3 separate regions of the Mus musculus genome follow, and regions 2 and 3 are each linked to region 1. Evidence: chromatin contacts called from public HiChIP or PLAC-seq data. All regions are on one chromosome and are shown on one strand. The core of a region is the stretch at or near the end of the contact, and the rest is flanking DNA. Distances in the headings are between cores, read along the strand shown.

The links. HiChIP or PLAC-seq counts read pairs in DNA pulled down with a chosen protein or histone mark.
Region 2: an H3K4me3 HiChIP or PLAC-seq map of bone marrow-derived macrophages shows a contact between it and region 1, with 6 times the contacts expected there. The contact joins the enhancer-like site here to the promoter of Smyd5 in region 1. A contact is called at or near these places in 8 of 39 promoter capture datasets (the 3T3-L1 cell line, 3T3-L1-derived adipocytes, embryonic stem cells and 4 more), 1 of 15 datasets of contacts at CTCF or cohesin (the NIH/3T3 cell line), 1 of 484 Hi-C or Micro-C datasets (bone marrow-derived macrophages), 10 of 115 datasets of contacts at active chromatin or transcription factors (bone marrow-derived macrophages, embryonic basal ganglia, embryonic forebrain and 7 more) and 3 of 9 other capture datasets (adipose tissue, liver and macrophages).
Region 3: a contact with region 1 is called in an H3K27ac HiChIP or PLAC-seq map of trophoblast stem cells, with 3 times the contacts expected there. The contact joins the promoter of Tprkb here to the promoter of Smyd5 in region 1. A contact is called at or near these places in 8 of 39 promoter capture datasets (the 3T3-L1 cell line, 3T3-L1-derived adipocytes, cranial neural crest and 4 more), 1 of 484 Hi-C or Micro-C datasets (pre-pro-B cells), 9 of 115 datasets of contacts at active chromatin or transcription factors (the 230-238 cell line, bone marrow-derived macrophages, embryonic basal ganglia and 6 more) and 2 of 9 other capture datasets (adipose tissue and liver).

The regions. Positions count from the first base shown.
Region 1 is chr6:85,430,476-85,434,865 of GRCm38.p6, reverse strand. Smyd5 (SET and MYND domain containing 5) reads right to left here and starts at 2,890. Exons shown (of 13, transcript NM_144918.2): 1 at 2,766-2,890. The coding sequence starts at 2,861.
Region 2 is chr6:85,151,759-85,156,506 of GRCm38.p6, reverse strand. It overlaps the pseudogene Spr-ps1. Among named protein-coding and RNA genes, the nearest start is that of Gm33200, 12 kb to the left of the region's middle. Within about 2 kb of position 1,541, at least 77 of the 459 cell types and tissues checked have an H3K27ac peak or open chromatin away from gene starts, as enhancers often do. A contact at or near this core is called in adipose tissue, bone marrow-derived macrophages, embryonic forebrain and 3 more, where this site is marked.
Region 3 is chr6:85,913,253-85,918,035 of GRCm38.p6, reverse strand. It overlaps Tprkb (Tp53rk binding protein), which reads right to left and starts at 2,317. Exons shown (of 6, transcript NM_176842.3): 1 at 2,246-2,317. Nat8f1 (N-acetyltransferase 8 (GCN5-related) family member 1) reads left to right here and starts at 2,404. Exons shown (of 2, transcript NM_023160.3): 1 at 2,404-2,502.

The DNA of each region.
Region 1 (4,390 bases), core at 1,641-4,140:
GAGAAGGGAGAAAGGGAGGGAAGACAAACTTTAGGGGAATATACAAAACTCTTAGACAGTACAGTATAGTTAGCAGTCTTTATTAGACCAGCCAGATGGCTCAGTGGGTGAAATGCTTTCTGCATCAAGTCTGATGATCTGAGTTCCATCTCCAGATCTCACTTTGAGAACAGAGAACCGGCTTCTAGAAGTTGTCCTCTGAGCTCCACATGTATGATGTGGCACAAACACGCATCCCTGTCCAGAGACACACATATCATACACACAAGTGACAATACTTTAAAGTGCATGAGCTTCTATTAATAACTGTTTTGACAAATACAATTATCAAAATAATTTAAAAGCAAGCCCAAATTAGTGAGCCATGCTGGGCTTTAGCTAGTGTACAGAAGTATAACATTCCAACTGGCACCGACTAGGCCTCATTAGATTCCATCCTCCACTGATTGGTCCCTGGCATAACACTTCACAGATATCTAAAAATCATCCCTTCTAACATCCACAGAAGCAGAACAGAGTGGGGCAGTGGTGGCGCACACCTTTGATCCCAGCACTCAGGAAGCAGGGGCAGGCGGATTTTTGAGTTCAAGGCCAGCCTGGTCTACAGAGTGAGTTCCAGGACAGCCAGGGCTATACAGAGAAACCCTGTCTCGAAAAATAACAAAAAAAAAAAACAAAACAACAAAAAAAAAGCAGACCAGAGTGCCGGAAGTTACCCTCCCTCTTGCCTCACATCACACTTCAGGCGATAGTTCTCTAAAACACTCAAAGAATGAGTACTTCTCATTTCACTCTAAGCCAGGCATGAGTGTTCTATGGTAACCTGAGGAAGACAGCACAAAAGGAAAGAAAAACTACAAACCAAAGATGACTGTAGCTGCCACAGCCCTCGGTAAGCCACCTGGCTCTACGTCCACATGGGAAAGTGATTCTCCTAGCAGAATATTAGGGACAGGCAGAGGACTGTGACCAGCTGGAGTTGGTTGGTTTGTTTTTGAGACAGGATTTTACTCTGTACCCCAGGCTAGCCTGGAACTCACAAGAGTCCTCTTACCTCAGTCTCCTGAGTTGTTGGAATACAGGCCAGGGTCACTAGGACTAGTCACTAGCTGGGGTCTTGAGAGAGGGCTAGGACAGAACTGGGCAAAGGGACTGGTGGAAGTAAAAAATGAGGAGGAAGTGAAGAAGGGAGTTTGGGCCAAGGTAGGGGAGGAGTACGGTGACTAAAAAAGTGATGAAAGGGATTACTGATCTGAGACACCTCAGATGGCCCCCAGATGGACCAGCTCTGGGTGGTAATGGGGATGTGAGCAGCTAAGGACACAAAGGAGACCAGCAAGCTAGCTTCCTACCCATGGGCAGATAGGAGTACTTGCTCTCAATGCCTATGGAACAGAAAGATAAGAGAAACTTAAAATGGGAACCTGGACAGATATGGAGATGCTGACAGCAAATGACAACATCTTGGGTCAAGGACCAAGGATATGCATGTTGTTATTATGATTATTTAACCTGACTTTTACCCAGGGGAATGCAAATGAAGTCAAAACCATAGCATTTTGCATATATCAACTGGCAAAGGCACCTAGTGAGAAAACAGTGCCAGAGAGAACAAAAGCCTGTCTGCAGCGAAGCCAGCAGAGACCTTTGCTCTCAGGACTGAGAAGATACAACATAAAGGAGCCATACAGAAGGATTTGGTTGAGTGAAGTGCGCCCCCCACCCCAAAACTCTTATTGATCAACTCCTTGGGTTTGTAGGTTTTTAGACCAGGCTGGCCTTGAACTCAAATCCGCCTGCCTCTGCCTCCCAAATGCTGGGATTAAAGGCGTGCACCACCACGCCCGGCTATCAATCAACTCTTTAACCAAGTAGAAATGGGACCGCTGATACTAAAGATGTACTGAAAACATGTATTAAAAGAAAACGTGGGATGGAGGTGGGGTGTTTCAGCCACAAGGCCCATTAACCAGCACTTGGGTGTTGGTAGATGAGTTCAAGTCCAGCCTCAAGAACAATTTGGAGTGTTTTTTTTTTTTTTTTTTGCCTTTACTTATGTGAATTTTCTATTCTACAGGGAATAAAACACGATTAATAGAGCCGATCATACTGGCACAAGTCTTTAATCTCAGCACTGGTGAGGCAGAGCAGCCTGGTTTACATAGTGAGTTCTAGGACTGCTGGAGTTACAAAATGAGACCCCGTCTCAAAACAAAACAAAAACAAAAAGCACAACAACAGAAGCAACAAAAAAGAACCATAATACGAATCACGAAATCATGTCATTCTCTTGCTTAAAACCCTTCAGGAGAAGTGCTCGGTGTGTAGGTTCTGGTCCAAGTTCCCTAGCTCTCTTTCCAAGTCTCCACCCATACCTTAGTCAGAAGGGTCGCTGGGGAGCCCAGTCTGCTTCATACCTCCGTTCCCTCGGCTAAGTACTCCCCTCACTACCGCCAGAATAGTAGCTAACTAAGCCCCAGCCTAACCAAGATAGCCTTGGCTTTAATCTGGCCCAGGATATCCCTCAACCCCAGGTCTACCCAGAGCCTCAACTCCACCCAGGACAGCAGCAGCACGGCCACCCGCCAGTGGACCGGGCTTTCCTCCCTCCCCCCGCGCGATATCGCCACGAGCCTGGGCACGAGGACCGACTCTGCACCCCGGGCCCAAGCAGCAACCAGACTGGCGCCGAGGGGCCCGGACTCCAGAATGTGAGCGTGGGTTCCCCCGCGTGGCTCTCCGGGCCCGGTCCGACCTGGCCTCACCTTGATGCTGTCCACATAACGGACTTCCACGGAACCCCGGGCACGGTCCGCCACGCCCACGCAGAAGGAGAACACGTCGCACATGGAGGCCGCCATCTTGGGCACGCCTCTGCCTTCTGACCCTTGACCCCGTCCCGGGAGGCCCCGCCCACAGAGCCAGCGAGCGCTCCCTTCCCCACCTTACCCCGCCCTGGGACGTGGCTAGCAATTCAAGGCTTTTGGTGTCTTGGTTGCTTGATTGGGTGGAACCTGGCCTGACTTTGTGCTTGGACTTCTGGTAGACTGTGTCTGACTCGGTAGCTTATGTCGGATGGACAGCATGAATGACGGCTGATGGAGTAGCTCAGGGGAAGACCCCCTACTCCCCACCCCCCACCCTCCAGCCTATCCTAGCTGTGTTCTTAAGTGTCCATAGTTGCTCTTCCCACTGTCTGGTGTTTGAGACAGGGTCTCACTATGTATCCCAGGCTGGCCAAAAGTTTGCAGCCCTCTTCCTGCTTAAGCAGCCCCTCGTCATTACCTCCAACACCGAACAAAGTTTTTAGACCCAGAGAAGACTGTCTTATTTTTGCTTTGACCCTCCATCCTGGTTGGATGCTGGGCTCACTCGGTTTAAAATTTTTCCCTCCCTCTGGTGGCAACATTTTTATTCTATGTTTGGGAGAGATTTGCTTTGAACACATGAGTGCAGAACTTTGAGCCACAACACTGCTTAAAACCAGCATTCCGACTATGCCTATAACCTCTGCATTCAGGAGGTGAGGGCAGGGAGGACCAGAAGTTCAAGGTCAACCCTCAACTACGTAGTGAGTACATGAAACCTGTCTGAAAGAGAAATGCACGTGATACTCTAGCCGAGGATCCTGGTTTGGTTTCCAATACTGGTTTCCAACTATCTGTAACTCCAGTTCTGGGGGCTCTGATGACCCCTCTTCCAACCTCCTCAGGCACCAGGCAGGCACATAGATACATAAAGGCAAATCAATCACATGCATAAAGTTAAAAAAGAAAAAGAAGAAAAAATGATTTCCTTTTTCTATAAATAACTAGGTTGGATCAGTGCCTCAGAGTAGTTGGGGACTTTCTTGACATTGCAGAGTGTGGTTTATGGAGCAGTAATAAATGGACCTCACATATGAGGACCCCTTAAGTAGACACAAAAAATGAATGTACACGAGGCTGGGAGAGAGGACAGGTCTATTTCTGCAACTAGACCTGACTACTATACCTTTTATTGTTTTGTGTCCCAGTTGACTATTCCAGTTGACAGGGGACCTGTGTCTGCTCTGCTATCGTTTCATAGTGACTTTAGGGGGTGGGGGAGATAACTTAGTAATTGTTTAGTAAGTGATTGAGTTTTTGTCTTTTTTTTTTTAAGACAAGTTCTCTCTTGGTGGGGAGGGGGGCATTGCATTTGATACAATGTTTCTCTGTGTAGCCTTGACTGTCCTGGAACTCACTCTGAACAGGCGGCGGAACTCAAACTCAATAAAGCTCTGCCTCCCTAGTGCTGGGATCAAAGGCATATACCACCACCACCACCACCACCAATGCCCACAAAGCTCTATGTGGACCAGGCTGGCCTCAAACTCAGAGATCCACCTGCCTCTGACTCCTAAATTTGA
Region 2 (4,748 bases), core at 292-2,791, 280 kb after region 1:
GTTGTTTCTTTTTGAGACAGGGTTTCTCTGTATAGCCCTGGCTGTCCTGGAACTCACTTTGTAGACCAGGCTGGCCTCGAACTCAGAAATCTGCCTCCCTCTGCCTCCTGAGTGCTGGGATTAAAGGCATGCCCCACCACGCCCGGCTGTTGGGAAAGTTTTTATCTATCATCATAGTTTTGTAAATGATTTACAAAGTAAAGTGTTGGCTTCCCTGGGGATAAGGTCCTGTAGTGACCTTATCTCTAGGGATGGTTTCTGACCCATTATTCTCACTTAAGATCTTGGTCTAGGCTATCAGAACATGTAAATAAGAAAAGGAATAAGAAAAAACAAAACAGATAGATCACCATGAGAACTACAGCTCAATAATTTTTTCTCCGGCAAAGAGTTCCATAATGGCTTCCAGGAGGCCTCCCCATTTTGAGGTCAATCTCCTCACTCTGTGGCACTTGTCACACAGATCCTATTGGAGGTGGTGTGGCAGAAAGGTACCAGCTAAGTCTAGGGACAGCACTGTCAGGAGCACCCACCTACCTGGAGCATAGCTCAGCACCCGCACACTCAGTTCCTCAGCAGCCAGGACCTGGTAGAGCATGTCTCGGGCAGCCTTCCCCGCACAGTACAGACCCCAGCCCTTGTAGGGCTGCAGGGCACACAGAGATGAGATGTTAACCACAGTCTTGCTCAGGCCAGGGCTATCCCGGAAGGCATTCAAGGTGCCGGAGGTCAAACAGAACATGGAGGTCAGGTTCAGAGCCCAGTAGTTGTTCACCTCAGCTAGGTCATTCACGTTGAGGAAGCCTTTGGAAACATCCCCAAGAGTGGCTGAAAAACAAAAACAAAAACAAACAACAACAACAAAAAAAAAACAGGACCAAAGAAATGGCACAACTGGGGCGCTCTTCTTCCTCAGCCTTCCTCAGTTCCTCCCCATAGGCGTTTGCTATCCCTCTGCCCCAGCTCTGCAGACACCCCTAATGCAAGCTAAGACTACTCCTGAATGCTCTTTAGTAAAGCAGAGAGATTTGTTCAAAAAGTCTTGACTCACACACCCGCCAGGAGGCACTGTCACTCATCAGTGACACTGGTACACCCTCTTGGACTTTGGACTTTTGCGAACTTGCCCTCCTCTTACCCAAAAGGCGATGAGGTGAGAGCTCGCAGCCGGGGTCTGGACCGGAGTCTCACCTGCGTTGTTGATGAGCAGCAGGCGCTGCAGCCCCTCGGGCCTCGGGAGCTCAGCATCGCGCTCAGAGGCAACCGCTGCATGCCGGCCTCGGTGCCCGCAGCTGCCAGAGTGGTGTGTGGAGCGGGTGCAGGCCCGGCTGCTGCGAGCCCAGCTCCTCCTTCAGTTGCCACAGCACGAACTCACAGCGTGCGTTTAGGAGCATCACCGAACCCGGTAACTGCAACCGGGCTAGCTGCGGGGCCAGGGCGGGACAAAAGCCCCAGGAGGCCCCGGTCAGCACGCACACAGCGCTTCCCAGCCTGCCACACTCTTTGTCTGGAGCTCAACTTCATGGGCTGCTACCTAACCAGCGTGGGGCGGAGCCTATCCTTGGCTTTGGACAGTGGAAGTTCAGGCCAGCATCCACTCGTGTTTGGGTGAAAAAAGTGACGAATAGCCAGGGAGCCATGGCTCAGCAGGAAATCCCAGTCCCCTTCCTAGTGCTTCTAAGTTCCCCTTGAACGCCACTCCCATAAGTTCAGCCCCTTTCTCAATTTCCACCCTGTTCCAGGATCAGCTTCCCCCTCCAGGGTTGGTTTGTCTTTATCCATACAGGACATACCAGTTAGAGACCAGTGACAGTCTTGGATGAAGTCCTTGCCTGCGTAGAGCTTGTGGTCCCTTTGCACTCTGATTAACAGAAGCCTTCTCTGGAAAAGCACAGCAGCTTCCCCAGGAGGTGCTAGGCAGACAGAACCAGAAAATGAAGAGCACACACAGGGGAAGAGAAAGGCTGAGAATCACAACAATCTCACGAACAAGACTCATCACTGTCAGTGAAAACGCTTGGTTCCTTGGGACCTGTGTACTTATCCTTCAACCTGTGTCATGCACTCTAGAAACAACTTCATAATCTCAAATGGGAAAGAAAAATATCCCAGCTCTCTGGAGATGTCTGAGGAGGACAGGAGAGAAAGACATAGAGATTGCTTTGATCCATTTTTAGTCTGAGGTGAGCTAGAGTCCATCGGAATTACAGGCAAGCAGGCTAGCGGCTAGCTCCTCTTTGTTTCAGAAAGTTCAAGTGGTAGGACTAGGCAGTTCTTAGCTAGGGCGGACTGGGAAGCCAACCATCAGAGGGCACCCCTCTCAAGTTCCAATCTTTTGGCTCTGCAGTAGTTATAAACTGATGTTATCCTGCCCCCTTCTGGCCGCTCTGTAGCAACACCCTGTCCTTCCTTTTTTCTATGCACGCCATAATAAAGGAACAAAATACCATTCATACTTGGGCTGCCCAGGGAAAGGTCCCTGGAAGAAGTCGCATAGACACCTTGCTGTTCCTGGTCCTCGGGTCCTCAATGAGAGTTGGCTGGGCTGCAAGTCAAGAGTGGGAGAGATTTAGAAGCACAAGAAGGCTGGCATAATGACCTTTTCTGTGCTTACAGTGCCTGCTTCCCATGTGAGATCTGAGTTTATTCCCCAGAGTGCAGAGAAGACTCAGCACTTGAAGATGGAGACATATACACTTCCCTTTTTTCATGTTTTTTTTTTGAGACAGTGTTTCTATATTGAGCTCTGACTATCCTGTAACTCACTCTGTAGACCAGGCTGGCCCAGAACTCACTAAGACCCATCCCCTCCTCTTCCTCCTGGTTAAAGGCGTGTGCCAGGTGCATTTCAAGTTCAATGGCCTTTCGGATGCCTGTGTCTAAAAGTCCAGGTGTTCAGCATCTGTGAATTGACATTTGTACATGTGTAGATGTGAACAATGCACATATAAAGTTGAGCACACATGTGCATGTGCACAAGGACACACATGGACAAGAACACAAGTTAAATATATCATGTGAGAGTGCACATGCATGCATACTAAATATACTGATGAAGAAGTCCACAGTCGACTTAAGCCCCAGGTGGCCCTTTGCAAGGCCTGACCTCCTTTCTGCAGGAGCATCCTGGTGGGTAAGACTTAGAAGACTCAGGCAGGGTGATAATGCTGAGAACTCCAGGAAGTTCTTCCATGGATGCTGGATGGTTTGGGGTCTTACACGCGTTCTCGCGACCGGCCAGGAAGAACGCAACAAACCGGAATCTTCTGCGGCAAAGCTTTATTGCTTACATCTTCAGGAGCCAGAGAGCAAGAGAGCAAGAGCTCTATTGCTTACATCTTTAGGAGCCAGAGCGCAAGAGCGCAAGAGTGCAAGAGTGCAAGAGAGCAAGAGCCAGAGCAAGAGAGAGAATGGCGAAACCCCATCCCTTTTTAAGGAGAATTATCCTCCGCCTAGGACGTGTCACTCCCTGATTGGCTGCAGCCCATCGGCCGAGTTGTCATCACGGGGAGGGCAGAGCACATGGGGTGGAGAACTACCCTTGGCACATGCGCAGATTATTTGTTTACCACTTAGAACACAGGATGTCAGCGCCATCTTGCAACGGCGAATGTGAGGGCGGCTTCCCACATTGGGGGAGTCTCATTACTACTGAGTAGTTTCCAATTGGTGGCCTGGCAATGAGATCCCAGCTTTGTCAGCCCTGTGGGTCACCTGGATGTCTCACTTCCATGCAGCATGGGACCAGGCACCTCCGAGAAGCCAAGGCAGATGGCCCTGCACTGAGGAGAAAGGAAGGCCGCCTGGATCAGTTCTTCTAATGTTAACCTTCTGCACCCCTTAATCATGGTAATGTCTTCTATAATGGAAATAAAATCCCATTGTTTAAATGGCGTTTTTTTTGTTATGTTGTGTTTTCTTTATTTAGATTTTTAAATTTTTATTGTTTTTTTTTGTGAACTTCATTCACATCATCTACCCCAATCCCACTCATCTCCCCTTCCCCTTGTACCTGTCCTCCACTCTTGCATCCTTTCCCAGCAATACAGAAAAAACATCTCTTGGGAGCTGTAGTGCATCAGTGTGCCCATAATATTCTTTTTTGTCCACACTTCTTTGCTTGTAAATGTTCATTGCAATGACTTGTTCGTCCAGTATGGAGCCTCTGACTTGTGCTACTCAATAATGGAACGTCACTGGAACTCTTCTTGGATATGCTGGTCTTTCCCTGAGTCATGGAAATCCTGTAGTATTGGGTCTGTAGAACCAGCCTCTTAGTGCACTCCAGCAGTTCACTGATAGGATAGATGGGGTGAACCAACTGAAAGCCTGCATCTGGGCCTGAGAGGCTCAGAGACAGTCAGCCTCCTGGCTCTCATGCATCCATGCCCATGTGGCCAGTTCACCCTCAACCCCCACAACCAGTGCCAGCTCTACCCTGCTGCCCAGGTGAGGTGCAGGGACTGCCCCTGAGTGCTGCAGCCAGTTAGGGACATGGCCAGTTCTCCCACTCAGAATCCTGTGACCAGCTTTCTTGTCTGCCACAGATGGTGACGGAGGGGCAGAGTGTGTGTCTCTGCCTCTTACTTACCAGTGCCCAGCAGACAAGCAGCAGGTGGGAGGGTTGGGAGAGGCAGAGACAGTTCTCCCTCTCTCATGAGCCCAGAGCTCTCTTGCCTGCTTTAGGTGGCTAGGGACTAGGGTGGTAGTCACTGCTGCATAACAGACGAGAGGCAGGGCTAGCTCTC
Region 3 (4,783 bases), core at 1,068-3,567, 480 kb before region 1:
AACCACTCTGGAAGTCAGTCTGGAGGTTCCTCAGAAAGTTGGACATAATACTACCAGAAGATCCAAAAATACCTCTCCTGGGCATATACACAGAAGTTCCAACTGGTAATAAGAACACATGCTCCACTATGTTCATAGCAGCCTTATTTATAATAGCCAGAAGCTGGAAAGAACCCAGATGTCCCTCAACAGAAAAATGGATACAGAAAATGTGGTACATTTACACAATGGAGTACTACTCAGCTATTAAAAACAATGGATTTATGAAAGTTTTGGACAAATGGATGTATCTGGAGGATATCATCCTTAGTGAGGTAACCCAATCACAAAAGAACTCACATGATATGTACTCACTGATAAGTGGATATTAGCCCAGAAACATAGAACACCCAAGATACAATTTGCAAAACACAAGAAAATCAAGAAGAGGGAAGACCAATGGGTGGATATTTCATTCCTCCTTAGAATAGGGAACAAAATACCCATGAAAGGAGTTACAGAGACAAAGTTTGGAGCTAAGAGGAAAGATGGACTATCCAGAGACTACCCCACCCAGAGATCCATCCCATAATCAGCCACCAAACCCAGACCCTATTGCATATGCCAGAAAGATTTTGCTGAAGGGACCCTGTTATAGATGTCTCATATGTGGCTATGCCAGTGCCTGTTAAATACAGAAGTGGATGCTCAGTCATCTATAAGATGGAACACAGGGCTCCCAATGGAGAAGCTAGAGAAAGCACTCAAGGAGCTGAAGGGGTCTGCAACCCTATAGGTGGAACAACAATATGAACTAACCCGTACCGCCAGAGCTCATATCTCTAGCTGCATATGTAGCAGAAGATGGCCTAGTCAGCCATCACAGGGGAATGCCAGGGCCAAGAAGCGGGAGTGGGTGGGTAGGGGAGCAGGGCGGAGGGAGGGTATAGGGAACTTTCAGGATAGCATTTGAAATGTATATAAAAAAATCTAATAAAAAAAAAACAAAAAAAAGAACTATGTCAAATGTTTTCTCAGCATCAAATAAAATGATCATGTGATTTTTTTCTTTGAAAAAAAAAAAAAAAAAGAGTCATGTTGACATTTAGTTCCCGATGTGTGATATTAAACGGTGAGGCCAAGTATGGAATTAAGAAGGTGGCTAGGACTTTGTACTAAGAGATAAAAATAAAAAATAATTAATCCGCTCATATCACTATAAAGTTAATAGTTTACCTCAGGGGCAATTGGGGCCTTTGAACTCAAAATTTTGTTTTTTGGGTTTTGTTTTGCTCTGCCTTCCAAGTGCTGGGATTAAAGGTGTGTGCCACCGCTGCCCAGGTCAAAATTTTGTTAATCCAGTTATATGATTATCAAATAAAGGCTTCTATCTCCAAAGCGATTCTATTACAAATGAAGTTTGCCTAGCCTCCTAACCTGCTCCCTGGCTTGAGGCAGACGCTGGCAGATCTCTGAGTTTAAGGCCAGCCTGGTCTACAGTATGAGTTCAGGACATCCAGGGCTACACAGAGAAACCCTGTCTAGGAAAACACAACAAAACACCTCACCCACCATGAGGTACTGTGGTATTAGCAACAGGAGGTGGTCTAAGGCTTCTCACGTCCAGTGTCCACGTTCTGACTCTATATCCACATCTCTCCTGACTCATCCTTGTCACAAGCACTGCCATCACCTCTTATCAATAACACCTTAACAGCGTCCTCATCCGGGCCCTGTCACCAGTAATGCAATTCTAGCCTATCCCAATGGTCACGGGGTCCTTCAGGAGGAAGTCAGGCTGAAGCTAAAGCACTAACTATGTCACTGGGACCAGCATGTAGTCTGGACCCTGCCTGACTCCTCTCCAACCCGGATGGCATGGCCTGCCCTCGGCTTAGGCTGGTCAGGCTTTCCAACAGGGCGTCCCTACTACCCTCAGGGCTTCTTGCCTGGGTCCCTCCTGCCAAGGCCGCTCGCTGGCCCGGGTAAAGCCTGGGGTGGAGGCGACTCCGCTCTCCGCCGCGCCTCCCTCCCAGCGCTGGGCCTGGCTGTGGCTGTGCGGTCCGCACGCGGCTCCTCCAGCCTCAGCCTCGGGCATCGCCTGCAGGGGGCGCCCCGGCGCGCGCAGCCGAGCGGCCTTCCGTCCCGAGCCGCGCTCCTGAGACCATGTCGCTCTCCACCGGGGCTCGCGACAAACACGGGCAAAGGCACGCGTACTTCGCCCGCAAAACTGTCCGCAGGGAAAGAGCAACAGGGCGGAACTCACCCTGCATCCTACGCCCGCATCAGAAGATCGTCCCCTAGGAAACTTAGCTCTCTACTTCCGGAAGTGCTTAATGTTTGATAGGTGGGCGGGCGCCGAGGCGCCCAGTTTCCGGTGGGCGTGCTCCTGGCTCTAAAATGGAAGTGGAGCGGACTCCTAGTACCGCTAGAAGCTGCTGGCGGAGGACAAGGAGAACTAACTCTAATTTGTCCCGGCTTCGGAGGTGGAAAAGCCCCCACTGGTCGGGCCTAGAAGCTGAGGTATGGTGTTGTCAGCCCTGTTCTTAGCCTGTGTTGAACACTCTTTTCCTGTGAAAAAGAAAAATATTCACCAGGATGGGAGTCACAATTTATCAGAGCTTTCCAGACTCAGTTTACCGAGTATGCTCTTGGGTGGAAACGGGGATCTGGCGTGGTTGTGGCTTACATTGAAGGAGCGCTTCCGGTGCTTGGAGATCTAGAGACAAGTGGACTTTCACAGCTGTGACAGAGGAAAGAGGCAAATTTCTTGAGCAGACCAGAGGACGCGACGCTGGGATCAAGTCCCCAGAAGCCATCCGCCTCAGGGAATTATACAAGACCAGGGTACTGCTCACGGGGAAGGGTGGCCACCAAGATAGTGAGTCCGGATTTTAGTCCTTGCTACCTGTCAAGAGAACCCAATGAATAAAGAGCTTGAATCTTAAAATTAGTTTATCCAGAGAGAACCTGCAGTCTGAAATAGTAGGTTAATTACCCTACAGACATGCATTCCCTGCCATCTTCACCCAGCAGAATATATAAGGAGGAGATAGGGCCATAGGCAAAGACAGCCAATAATCCTGGAGCTCCGTTTTGTTTTGCCTCTCTGGCCAGATGGTCAACATGAGGACACTTCTCATATGATGTTTGCTTCTTACTTTCTTGGCTTTCTCCTCGTCTGCAGGTGTTTGGACACAGGCACATTGGAACTCAGAATCTAATTAATTTCTACTGATAATCGACCTTACACCCCTACAGAGATACCTGGGAGGTTAATTCAAAACAAATGAGAGGGTGTCCGTTTCGTTTCCTTTCCTCAGTGTGAAGTACAAGTGTGTCTTCATAATCCAGAATATGAAAGTGTCCCTATCTGTCCCCAATCATTCTTCACTATCAGTAGCAACTCTGAGATCTGTGTCATATGAAAGATGACATCCTGACACCGTGCACCTGGTTGGTTGTCGGAATGACTTCTTTTCTTGTAAGAGAATTCTCTGGCACAAAAAGATGTACATCAGAACATACCATATGTAGCAGGAGCAGCTGTGTCTTGGAGTGAGAATTTCTGAAATATGCTTTGTTCTGAAACAGATATAGACAATAAAGGTCTGAACCAAAGTTAGAAGACAGTGTCAGGTAGCCACATATAAAACCATTTCTCTGTAACTTCTCAGCTTTCCTTTTGGAAAGTCCACCACAGTGAGTCCAGTCTCACTCACCAGGGCTAGACTGCCCTGCACTTATAGCCTTTCTGTTTCAGCTTCCCCAGTGCTGGAATTTCACACAAGCAGTGTGACTTGGTTCTAATTCTGACTCCTTTCCACATCTCTGAAGATACTATTGTTTGGTTGTGGTGGTTTAATTTTATCTCTCAGCCCTGTGATGGGATCTGTCCCAACCGATCTGATTCTGTGTTGAAGGCGTGAATGAGTGACACATGTCAAGGAATTAATGCCAATAAACCCTAGAGCCTACCTTGTCTATTTTTTTTTTTTTACATTTTGTTTATCCTGTTGGTGACGTCCTTGCATCTCCATTAAATCACTAATGGGGATGTCCATTAGAGGCTGTATTTCTGCAGAATGTCTGCAGGCAATAGCCATATAACTCTTATTTATTTATTTATTATTTTTTATTTATTAGATATTTTCTTTATATAGATTTCAAATGCTATCCCGAAAGTCCCCTATACCCTCCCCCTGCCCTGCTCCCCTACCCACCCACTCCCACTTCTTGGCCCTGGTGTTCCCCTGTATTGGGGCATATAAAGTTTGTAATACCAAGGGGCCTCTCTTCCCAGTGATGGCCAACTAGGCCATCTTCTGCTACATATGCAGCTAGAGACACAAGCTCTGGGGGGTACTGGTTAGTTCATATTGTTGTTCCATCTATAGGGTTGCAGACCCCTTCAGCTCCTTGGGTGCTTTCTCTAGCTTCTCCAGCCATATAATTCTTAAAGGAGAACACAAAACAGAACTAATGAGTGAATATTTAAGGAAAGCTAGTGTTAAAGTATGCAGTCCATCAAGGTAGCCCAGCAAGCCTGAGACCTGAATGAATCCCGGGAACCCACCTGAGGAGGAAGGCGAGAACCAACTGCGAGAGCTTGCCTTCTGACCTCCACTCAAGCCATGGCACACACGATAGTAATGAGAATTCTATAAATTACAAATAAGCAGTTGTCTGTAGATGCTTTTAAATCTAATTATCTACTTATGTTTTAAAATCCTAATAGGCAATGCCTTTTAATCATTAGGAAGCATTGCTCAGAGTGTGCCCTGTTAGAGCATGTTGAATTATC